2 separate regions of the Mus musculus genome follow, and region 2 is linked to region 1. A link is a contact called in public HiChIP or PLAC-seq data. All regions are on one chromosome and are shown on one strand. Each heading gives the region's core, a stretch centred on a gene start, on an enhancer-like site or on the middle of the called end of the contact. The rest is flanking DNA. Distances are from core to core; before and after follow the strand shown. Region 1 has its middle 28 kb from the start of Gm34994. Region 2 holds the start of Gsx1 (GS homeobox 1).

Region 1 (5,713 bases), core at 2,285-4,784:
TGGCTTTTCTTACCCAAAGTTCTTCCTCAGTCCTTCCCAAAACACACGGTCAGGTCTGTCACAATAATACTCTGTAATCCTGGTGCCAATTTCTGTCTTAGTTAGGGTTACTAGTGCCATGATGAAACACCATGACCAAAACAATTTGGAGAGGAAAGGGTTTAGTTGGCTGACATTTCCACATCACTGTTCATCATCAAAGGAAGTCGGGACAGGAATTTCAAACAGGGTAGGAATCTGGAGGCAGGAGCTGATGCAGAGTCTGGGGAGGGACGCTGCTGACTGGCTTGCTCCTCCTGGCTTGCTCAGCCTGCTTTCCTATAGAACCCAGGACCACCAGCCCAGGGAAGGTGCCACCCACAATGAGCTGAGCCCTCCCCCACTGATCACTAACTAAGAAAACACCCTACAGGCTTGCCTACAGCCAGCTCTTATAGAGGCATTTTCTCAATTGAGGCTCCCCCTCTCAGATGACTCCAGCTTGTGTCAGGGTGACCTAAAAGCAGCCAGCACAAATCAGAACAGAAACATTGTCGTCTTCACTGTCATCGCCATTTACCTGACTTGTCAGGTTGTCAGGTTAGCTGCAAATTTTCTATCTTCTGCCTCAGCCCCCCACAGTACTGGGATGCCAGATGAACAATATCAGCCCCCCCCCACCCCCCGCCAGTCTTTAGTGTTTCTATCTCAGATGTCTAAGTTACAAAAGTGTGGGCTGAGGAGATGGCTCAGTTAGTCAGATGGGGTATAAGCTCTTGCTATACCCCATGAGGACCTGAGTTTGTGTCTCTAGCACCTACATAAAAGCTGGGACATGCATCAACACACCCAGTGTTGGGGAGAGAGACAGGCAGGTTCCCAGCTCACTGGCCAGCGAGAGCCTGGATTGGTGGGAGATCTTGTCTCAAAAATAAGATGGAAAGAACTGAGGGAGACAGCTGACACTGACCTCTGACCTCCACACATGCCTGCATGCACTGACATCTCTCTCTAAAAAGCTGCTGATGGCCTATTTTTGTTTTTTTGTTTTTTGTTTTTTGTTTTTTTGTTTTTTTTTTTTTTTTTTTTTTTTGAGACAGGGTTTCTCTGTATAGCCCTGGCTGTCCTGGAACTCACTCTGTAGACCAGGCTGGCCTCGAACTCAGAAATCCGCCTGCCTCTGCCTCTCGAGTGCTGGGATTAAAGGCGTGCACCACCACGTCCGACCACAAAAAAAGTTTTAAAACAAAATTCTCATCTATTTATACCTTTCACTTAAGTGTCTGAATCTTAACTGCTGAGCCATCTCTCCAGCCTGTGTCTGAATATCTGATTGGGTGTTTTTAAGATCTGTTGCTGGCTTCCTTTTCTGGGCTGTCCTTTCTGTCTACATACATTGTGTTTGACTTGGGAGATTCCCCCCCACACCACCCCACCCCAGTGGACCCCACCCCATCCCAGTTGGAGGAAGTCACACATAGAAAAAGATTCGAGGTAACCAGTCATGTGTCAGACATAGAACGATTTAAAAGTGTTATATAAGTTACCAGCTAGTCGGGGAACAAGTCCAAGCATATGGCCCAGGCATTTATTCATAAATAATTAACTCTCAGAATTGTTATTCAGGAAATGAGGTGCTGGTGGAAAAGCCTACAATTATAGCGTCCCTCTGCATTTCCCTTGGCTTCTGTATCCCTCCCTCACATACACACACACACACACACACACACACACACACACACACACACTCACACACACAAAACCTACTTTTATTTGTGGCAGTTCATTGACCCACATCCCTATTGCTGCCCAAACCCCATCATGGGCTGGTGCCCTGGGCTGAGCAGAGAGACAGCTCTCTCTGCTCATATGCCTCCAATGTGTGTTTAGAAAACACATTGGGGGGGGGGGGTTCTTTCCCTCTGGAAACAAAAAAAGATTCTGGTTACTGCCACCACCCCCAGCAGAAGAATATTGTAATTTATAGTCTGAAGTCAGGAGTAATCCCAGCCCCTGTGTGGTTGAGGCAAACGAGTATTATTCTGAGTCCAAGACCAACCTGGACTACAGTGTGAGTCCCAGGCCATCTGAGCTGCAGAGTAAGTGTCAAATGTGTGTTCTTAAGATGCAGTGGCCACAAGCATCTTAAGTGCTTTGGTCTGAGCACTTGGGAGGCAAAGCAGGGAGATCTTTCTCTGAGTTTAAGACCAGCCTTGATCACATAGCGAGTTCCAGGTCAGCTGGGACCACACAGTGAGACCCTATCTCAGACAAATTTTTAAAAATGTGTGTTCTGGTCTTATAAAGAATGCTCATTCCTGGGCTCAGTGGTTAAGGGCACTTGTTGTGAAAGACCTGATTCCCAGCACGGATATGGAGGTTTGCCATCTTCTCGGGCACCAGGCATGCACGTGTTCCACAAACATACATGCAGCCACAACACACACATATAAAGTAATCAAAATAAATCTAAAAAGGAAAAAAGAGAGAGAGAGGCAGGATGCTTGTTCCCATAAGGCTGGCAGTGCTGTGCAGTCTGTGTTTTATAAGCACACAAGCAAAACCCTGGCATCTCATCATGTTTTCCTCCCTGAATGTTAGGAGATGGAACAGTTAGGCAGGGGTGAGTGTGGAGGGAGAACGGTGCTGGGGACAGAGCTCTTGTCCTGCGAGGCCCAAGTCCACACTTACCTAGATTGCTGCCCAACCCTCCTTCCCATAGCCTTGGCTCCTCCTGAGTTACACAGTGGGACACATGGATGGAATTCACTCAACCAAACTTTTGCTGTTAGCTGAAGAAAATTTATAAATCAGAGAATTAGGCTTCAATAACTGTGCCTACCATTACCTCTCTCATACTCAAGTTGAAATAAAAGCTTTTGATACCTTCTTCCATAGTCTTGGCGAGCAGAGCAGATTCAGAATAATACTAATATATATGTAAACGTGTGTGTGTGTGTGTGTGTGTGTGTGTGGGTGGGTGGGATCATGGAGATGGGAGGGCATACCATCTAGGGTGCACAGGTCTCCGTTACAAGCAGGACACATTACAAGCCGTGTCCCCCAACCTGGCCACTGGTCTGGGCACGGCTAGGTTCCATCACCATTCCTGAGGTTTCCCCCGAGCCTCTGAAATGTGGTCCTCAGTCCACAGAGGACACACACACATCACAGACTGTGTGACTCATAGAACACATGAAGCATGCTCACAAAATGGTTAACAAGGAAGGGCTCTGGTGAGGAGGCCCTTGGTCCCTTGTGACCATTTGAGTGACTCACAGCAGAGCCAGGCAGAAAAGCCAGGGTGAGCTGCTACTTAGTTTGGGGATGTGATTTTTTTGGCCTTATGAGACATAGGGTGAGAAGCTTAGAAGTCATTTTGGGGCCAGAGATTGGGGTTTTCAGTCTATTAACAAAGAGACTTATAATAAGAAAGCTGTCAATCTCTGCCACATGAATTCGTACAGAGAAAAATGCTGGGATCGCTGAGTAACACCTTATTGCCACAAAGGGCACCTTCCCCCCACCACCACCACCCGGCTGTGCACATTCTGAACACTTTTGTCTCTCAGTCCTGCCCTTTCTGGCTCCCCAGCCTTCTAAATTCCAAACTGTTCCCCTCTGGGTTTGACTGAGTGCCTCTCTCTTACACACACACACACACACACACACACACACACACACACACACAGAGAGAGAGAGAGAGAGAGAGAGAGAGAGAGAGAGAGAGAGCCTAGTGCTCTCTTTAGCAGGTGCCACTCTTCTGGGCCAGGGTCTTTGTGTTGTGCCATCAGTGTGGGGCAGGGTTTGTCCAGCCAGTCCCAGAATAGGGCTGCTGCTGGTGGTGATGGTGGTGGTGGTGGTGGTGGTGGTTTCAATATTAGGAGTGGAACCAGACCCAGGACAGTTTAACCTCAGTGTTTAGTGCTGTGCCATGCTCAGTCTATACTGTCCCTGAATAAGTGATGAGATGAATAAGCAGACAATCCCAGCATTCCAGGGGAGGAGGCAGGAGGATTGTCAATTCTAGGCCAAGCCTGCCCCACTGCGAGACTCTGCTCAAAAGAAAAAAGAAAGGTGAATTAATGTAAGAAGAATTCTATGCAACCTTAATTTTTTTTTTTTTTTTTTTAGCCAGGCATGGTAGAGCACGCCTTTAACTCCCAGCATTTGGGAAGTAAAGGCAGGTGGATCTCTGTGAGTTCAAGGCCAGCCTGGTCTAAAGACTGAGTTCCATGACACCTAGGCTTTGCCTCAAAAAAAAATTGTTTTAAATTTATTTTTACATTATGATATACAAATATGATATGGGCATTTGCCTAGATGTAGGTGTGTGCCATATGAATGCAGTGCCTGCAGAGGCCAGAAGAGGACGCTGGACTCCCTGCAATTGGAGTTACAGGCCGTTGTGAGCCGCCATGTGGGTGCCGGGAATCGAACCAAGGTCCTCTTCAAGAGCAGCCAGTGCTCTGACCGTCTGAGCCATCTCTCCAGCCCCTGTATTTTTAACTGGTTAAGAGGACCACAAACTTACAGAGTATCAAAGCCACTTTTTCAGGCTCTTTAGTCTTCTGATTAAGGGCATGTGTTGCGGCCTTAAGACCCTAACTTAATGCTTGCCGGCTCATGTGTATTTACGAATTGGGAATCCTGCACCAGTTGGTTGTCTTCTTGTTGCTCCTTCAGTTCTCAAGCTGAGGCAGAAGGCTTCTAGTGATGTAATTTGAGAAATGAAGTTCGCGACTGAGAGCTTCTACTGGACTCTATGCTGTGGAGCTAAAGCGACAGGAATACGCTCTGCCCGGGGCCAGGGAACAGAGAACGGCTGTTATCCAGGCACCTTCAACTCTGCTTCGCTTATGGGGCAACGTGTAACTAAATGCCAATTAATTTTCCCCCATCCTGGCAATACTGTGAAACCGCAGAGCATTCTGAAAGGGTTGCCATTTGGTCTTTTGTGCCCCGTGTTTTCACCCCGCGCCTTCACCTGGGTGGTACCCTGCAGTTTTGTTCATTTCAGCGGCGGCGTGAGGGGGCGGGGGAGGGGAACGACCTGGCAGGCAGAAAACAAGAGCGAGGCATCATAGTTTTTCAACGATTTTAGCAGGATCCCCCATCAGTGGCTTTTCTGCCTCTCTCTCCCTCCCAGTGAGCAAGGAGGGCTGATGTTTTTAGTTGTTTATCCACAAATAGTAAATAAACTCAGTGGCCGTATTACATCTTCTTTCATTATCTCACTGAACTTTGAAAGCCTCGACCAATTCATCCTCTGGATTCGGCCTTTTTTTAAAATTAAAAAAAAAAAAAAAAAAAAAGGAAGCACCAAGTGCCATCTAACTAGTTTAAAAGAGAACAACAAACAAAGCAGGCTTTTTCCTCCTCCTGAGCTGTGTATATAATTACTTGAATAATGTTGAATTTCACCCATATGCTGGGGAAGAAAAAAAAAGACACCCCCCAAAAAAAATAAATAAATAAGCAGTGTGAATTCAAACTGCAAATGAATGGAGCCAGCCTCATTCATAAATGTCATATGAGGCTTCAGATTAAAAGGAAACTCTGTCATTCCAGGGACGGCAGCTGTTGTTACGTTGAACAAAATGGATACAAATGGGTATTATTTTAAACTGAAATGCTTAATTTTAGACCTAACAAGCAAGCTGTCCGCTGTGCAGCCAGAGTCACAGGAGTCGTGGTCCCCAGTAGAGGGCTTGATTGCACAGGAAATCAAACT
Region 2 (5,303 bases), core at 1,556-4,055, 56 kb after region 1:
TGATGGACACTTGAAAACCGGCTGGGGGCGGGGAAGCGGGCGCTGAGGCCCAGGGGCTGGGGGGGGGGGGGCGACGATGGGGGGGGGGGGGCTGTCGCAGGGCTGTCAGGCTAATCCGGCTGCCTGCTCCCACCCTGCCCCTCCCTAGGGGGCGTTTGTTCCGCGGAGAACAGTTCAGCCGAAGGGAGCTCGGCCTGGAGCTTTAAGTAGAAAAGCAGCTCCGCTGCGGGGAAGACCACAAGAGGAACTGGGGAACGCAGAGGCAGAAGGCAGGGCGACAGGGCCACCGTGCGCCCGGGGAGCGGACCTAGCTGCCCGTACTGCTCCACGAAGCAGAACTTTTTATCAAGTGATTGCCTGGTGCAGCGGTGACCTAGGAACACCGAGCAGGGAGTCCATTACCCATCGCAGAGTTTGGACATAGCCAGGTTGCCAGCGCCTTCTCTTCAGGCCGGGTGAAAACACCCTGGGACAGGTCAGTCCCTGCCCGGGACTCCCCCGTTCCGAGTTACACAACCAACCGTTTCACCATTTCGGCACAAACCCCGGTCCACTGTGGGGCCGCACATTAAAAAGTGTTATTCGCTTTGAAGGTTTTGTCTAATGGTTCTAAACTGAAAGAAAATGTTTTCCTATTACTTAATTCAATCATAGCGAAGAGACTTGGTAAAAAGCCCACGGATTTTGTCCCAAAGTGTGACAGAGTTCTCTTTGTGTTTGCTTATCCTCCGCTGTCACACACTTTAATTCGCCTCTCTTTATCTGGCATTCAAAACTTTCTTCAATGACATTCAATAAGGTCTAGGGGCTGGAGGGAGAGGGGGAAACTGGTTATTCTCCCCCCCCCCCCCCCATATTCTTTCCCAGTAGCTTTGGCCTTGCTTGTATTCAAGGGCTCTTAACCCTTTCCTCGCTTGGGGCGTTCGGCAGCTCCCAGGAGAGCCCTTGCATTGGCACCTCGGCTGACTTGCCAGCTTTGGAGCGCAGCAGCCTCCCCCTTCTACCCTCGGGCAGCGTCCACACCCGTTCCGCCCTAACCCGCCTCAGCCCAGCGGGGAGCCCCTCTCTAGTCTCAGCTCTCCCGCCACCCAGCCCAGCCCAAATTTCCCAGAGAGCAATTAGAACGGGAATTAGGCTGCATTGATGCGTACCGGCTGGTTTGCGGGAGCTTTGGGGCCGAGACCATAGCTTGGGGGCACCGCATGCCAAGCACCAGGGGACCACTGAGCCCTCACTCTTGCTAGATGGCGAGATGGCACGCCCTCCACGCAGGTTAGCTCCCCCTATGGCGACCCTCCCATTGTCGAGGCAGTTGCTCTCACACACACCCTCTCCCATAACAAATCATCTTTGATTTTTTTAACCAGTTGTTTGTGGCGGCTCGGATGTCATGAACACTGCAAACCCATACAGAGGCCTCGGGTTTGGGCGGCCTTGCACTGATTCATCCACCCCCTCCGTAAAGCTCCCCTTTCTTGGTCTCACGATTCCGTTCACGGTTCAGAGCAGGTGACTGTGGCGATTTGTAAAATCGAAAGTAGTAAATTCGAAATCTTTTATGCTAATTTCTCATTGTATGTTAAACGCACAGGGACAGAGACAGCTCTGAATCCCGGGATGATTTTTTTAAAAAACTGAAGCTGTGTACACAGAGCGTGGCATTTGAAGTTGTTTAACCATTGTGTTACCAGAAAGAAAGAAAAAAAAGAGTGCGGCGACGGTAGGAGGAAGCAAAGGGCAACAGAAACTGGGAAAGACAGAAGAGTGCTCTTCCTTTCTCTCCAGCCGTGGGAAGCAACGCTTTCGAGTGCACCGGCGTGTCTAGTGGAGTGTGTGCGAGTGGAGAGTGCGCGCGCAACGTCTGTGAGAGTCTACACCATCCACACTCACCACGTTTGGTGGGGTGGGAAAGCTTCATACCCACGAATTCGGCTCTCACTCCCCTTGCTATGTATCTGTCCGTATTTTCAAAGACTACCCACCCGCGTACTTGTTTTGTTGCTATTTCTTTACATACACGGCCCTGTTGTTGAAGGGAAGAGCTGGTTGGCCAAGGGTCCACCGAACAAAGATGAGGAGTCACAGGCAACACCAAAATTGGGAGCCTTTGATTTTCTGAGAAAACACGGACAGAGATGAGGTTAGTCTCCAATGAGGACTAGGGAGCCTTTCTCTCATCCTCTGAGGCGCACTCAGAAACCTTGTTTTTCTGTCTCCAAATAGTGCGAGAGAAGAGACTCCACAGGTGGGAATGGTGGCCGCCCATTAGGATGCTTCATAGGATGCAGAGCTGAGCTTCGAGAACTAAGCGAAAGCGATACACTTGGTGGAACTGGGGTGGGGGGAACGAGCAAGGAAGAAGTAACAGAAAGAAAGGGACCAGGATCAAGTGGGCAGAGGAGATGGGTGTGCGCCCACGGGGATCTGTGCAAGCGAGGCAGCACGGGTGCGGAAATCAATAAGATAAATGGACCGATCGCCAGCGCAAAGCCAAAGGAAAGTAAGAAATAAAGAGAAAGAAAAGAATATTAAATCGCGGGAGAATGAGAAAATAAACCCGAAAAGGGAAGAGGAGGGGGGCGAGTGCGCCTGTTACGGCGTGGGTGGGGTTGACAAGAATAGAGTACATTATGCAGTTCATTTAGTTAACAAGTGAAATAATGAGGAAGCGTGCAGAGTGAATGCCAAGAGAAAGGGCACAAAAACCCTATTGAGAGGCCCCGGCCGCTCCTGGCGTAGCCCATCACATGGCAATAGTCCTATTTAAGCGGCGCCGCCGGCGTCTTTCAGCACCACTAGCGCTGGCCAGCACCTCGCCCGCTCCGGGAGGTGCCCGCAGCAGCAGCCAAGGTGATTCCAGCCCGGGCTTGAGCCGCGCGTGGAGCCTCCGGGGCCCGGGAAGCTGCGGGTGGCCGCGGCCAGGGGAAGCTACGACAGGATCTGCAGTTCCCTCGGGCTCCAGGGGCGGGCTGGCGGCAGGTGGACCGCGCGCCGGAGCCATGCCGCGCTCCTTCCTGGTGGATTCCCTTGTGCTGCGGGAAGCCAGCGACAAGAAGGCTCCGGAGGGCAGCCCGCCACCGCTCTTCCCCTACGCGGTCCCGCCGCCGCACGCGCTCCACGGCCTCTCGCCGGGCGCCTGCCACGCGCGCAAGGCCGGCTTGCTGTGCGTGTGTCCCCTCTGTGTCACCGCTTCGCAGCTGCACGGGCCCCCCGGGCCGCCGGCACTGCCGCTACTCAAGGCGTCCTTCCCTCCCTTCGGATCGCAGTACTGCCACGCACCCCTGGGCCGCCAGCACTCCGTGTCCCCTGGAGTCGCCCACGGCCCGGCTGCGGCCGCAGCAGCTGCTGCACTCTACCAGACCTCCTACCCGCTGCCGGATCCCAGACAGTTTCACTGCATCTCTGTGGGTAAGCGGGGTCCCCGCGCGAAATTGGGGGGCGGTGGTCCCGGGGTGGGGGGAAGTGAGTGAGCTAGGGATGGGGAAACGGCGCGCTATGGGGGACGGTGAGGATACTCGAGGGGCGCTCACAGTGCTAGACTGGGACCGGACGTAGGAACCGGGGAGAAGCCAGAAAGATCCTGGGGCGAAGGGGAAGGGGTTAAGGCCAGCTTTGAGATGTTCCTTAAAGGGGTGTTAGGGACAACCGATTCCGAGGAGAATTGGAGTCTGTGACTTGGCAAGGAGGCACCCGCCTGTGGAGTGATGAATGGAAGGATGGAAGGGATGTGTGCCTGATTCCAAGGTTGAGGCTAGCCTCAGTTCAGCGGGAAATTAGGCCCAAGGCTCAGAGGTTTGATGATCTCTCTCTCTCTCTCTCTCTCTCTCTCTCTCTCTCTCTCTCTCTCTCTCTTTCCCTCCCTCCCCCCCCCCCCCATCGCCCTCCAGACAGCAGCTCGAACCAGCTGCCCAGCAGCAAGAGGATGCGGACGGCGTTCACCAGCACACAGCTCCTGGAGCTGGAGCGAGAGTTCGCCTCCAACATGTACCTCTCCCGCCTGCGGCGCATCGAGATCGCGACCTATCTGAACCTGTCCGAGAAGCAGGTGAAGATCTGGTTTCAGAACCGCCGGGTGAAGCACAAGAAAGAAGGCAAAGGCAGTAACCACCGCGGCGGAGCTGGGGCGGGGGCCGGCGGGGGCGCACCGCAAGGCTGCAAGTGCTCTTCGCTCTCCTCAGCCAAATGCTCAGAGGACGACGACGAATTGCCCATGTCTCCATCTTCCTCCGGGAAGGATGACAGAGATCTCACAGTCACTCCGTAGGTGCGCCTTTTAGAGGACCATTGGTTTCCCCACCCCCCACCCCGACCCTTCCCGCACTGGTCCCCAGGCACCCGCTGGCCAACCGACGGATTTCGTTGGGCTTTGCGGTGGTGCGCAGCTTTAGGCAGAGCTAAGACCTTAGCAGACACTTGAAGACAGTGCCCCTGTCCCTTGGGCTTCAGGGTGTTTAGGAGGACTCCAAGCGATGAAGGCTGAGTCCTCCTCCTAGGACACAGCCTCTTCTCCCAGGCACGCAGGCCGGAGCACAGCGCCTTGCTGACCGCCAGCGCCTCTTCGCCTGCCAACTCTGGGCTGGTTCAAGCTTCCTCGGTTCCACTATTCTCTCCTTCTCGGTCAATCTGGGCTTTTCACTCCGCGAGTGGCTGTTTGCTTTTCTTTTAACATTTCTTTCTTGCCCCCAACTCGTCTCCCCCCACTGTGGTCCTTTATGCAACACGTCTATGGACTTAACTTTTCCTTCCCTCCTCAGGAAGTCTCTCCCTTCTGTCCGTTTGTCCCTTAAACAGGGATCAGGTCTTGCTGTTCGAAGAAGTCCCCCTAGCAGAGAGAACTGTCTCACATGGTATTGTATTGGGGAAAATGACTCTGTTTCCAATACGCTCTAAACCCCCTTCAAATGAAGCCGCTGTAACCAACCTCTCCCCATTGTCCAGGCCCCGACTCCCTCTGGGGACTGACTGACTGTGTCATTGTATCGTCTCTGTAATGCCAGAAGATATTTATTTATTTATTTATGTACAAAATTTTAAATAAACTTTTTTTTTCTTAGAAATTCCCCTGCCTCTGGGGTCCCCAGGCTTAGGCTGTAGGCCAGGCAGGCACAGGCAAGGGCTGGCACTCTCTGCTTGGGCGCTGCAGAGATCCAAGCTCAGCTCCTCCACTTACAGGTAGCCACTCTCCTCCCCACACCCGCAGCTCTCTTGAAGCTCCGGGATTCTACTCCAACTCCGTGTCCTTCCCAGTATTCCTGTGCAGGGCGGGCAGGCTGGCTGCTCCCTCCGATCTCCAACAAAAGATG

The links. HiChIP or PLAC-seq counts read pairs in DNA pulled down with a chosen protein or histone mark.
Region 2: a contact with region 1 is called in an HNF4G HiChIP or PLAC-seq map of pancreatic cancer cells. The contact joins the promoter of Gsx1 here to the enhancer-like site in region 1. A contact is called at or near these places in 2 of 39 promoter capture datasets (both in embryonic stem cells), 15 of 484 Hi-C or Micro-C datasets (embryonic stem cells, germline stem cells and nephron progenitors), 9 of 115 datasets of contacts at active chromatin or transcription factors (embryonic forebrain, embryonic stem cells, neural tube and 1 more) and 1 of 9 other capture datasets (embryonic stem cells).

What each region holds. Positions count from the first base shown.
Region 1 is chr5:147,128,912-147,134,624 of GRCm38.p6, forward strand. No RefSeq gene overlaps it. Among named protein-coding and RNA genes, the nearest start is that of Gm34994, 28 kb to the right of the region's middle. Within about 2 kb of position 3,535, at least 34 of the 459 cell types and tissues checked have an H3K27ac peak or open chromatin away from gene starts, as enhancers often do. A contact at or near this core is called in pancreatic cancer cells, where this site is marked.
Region 2 is chr5:147,185,891-147,191,193 of GRCm38.p6, forward strand. It overlaps Gsx1 (GS homeobox 1), which reads left to right and starts at 2,806. Exons shown (of 2, transcript NM_008178.2): 1 at 2,806-3,408; 2 at 3,888-5,057. The coding sequence starts at 3,000. The coding sequence ends at 4,264.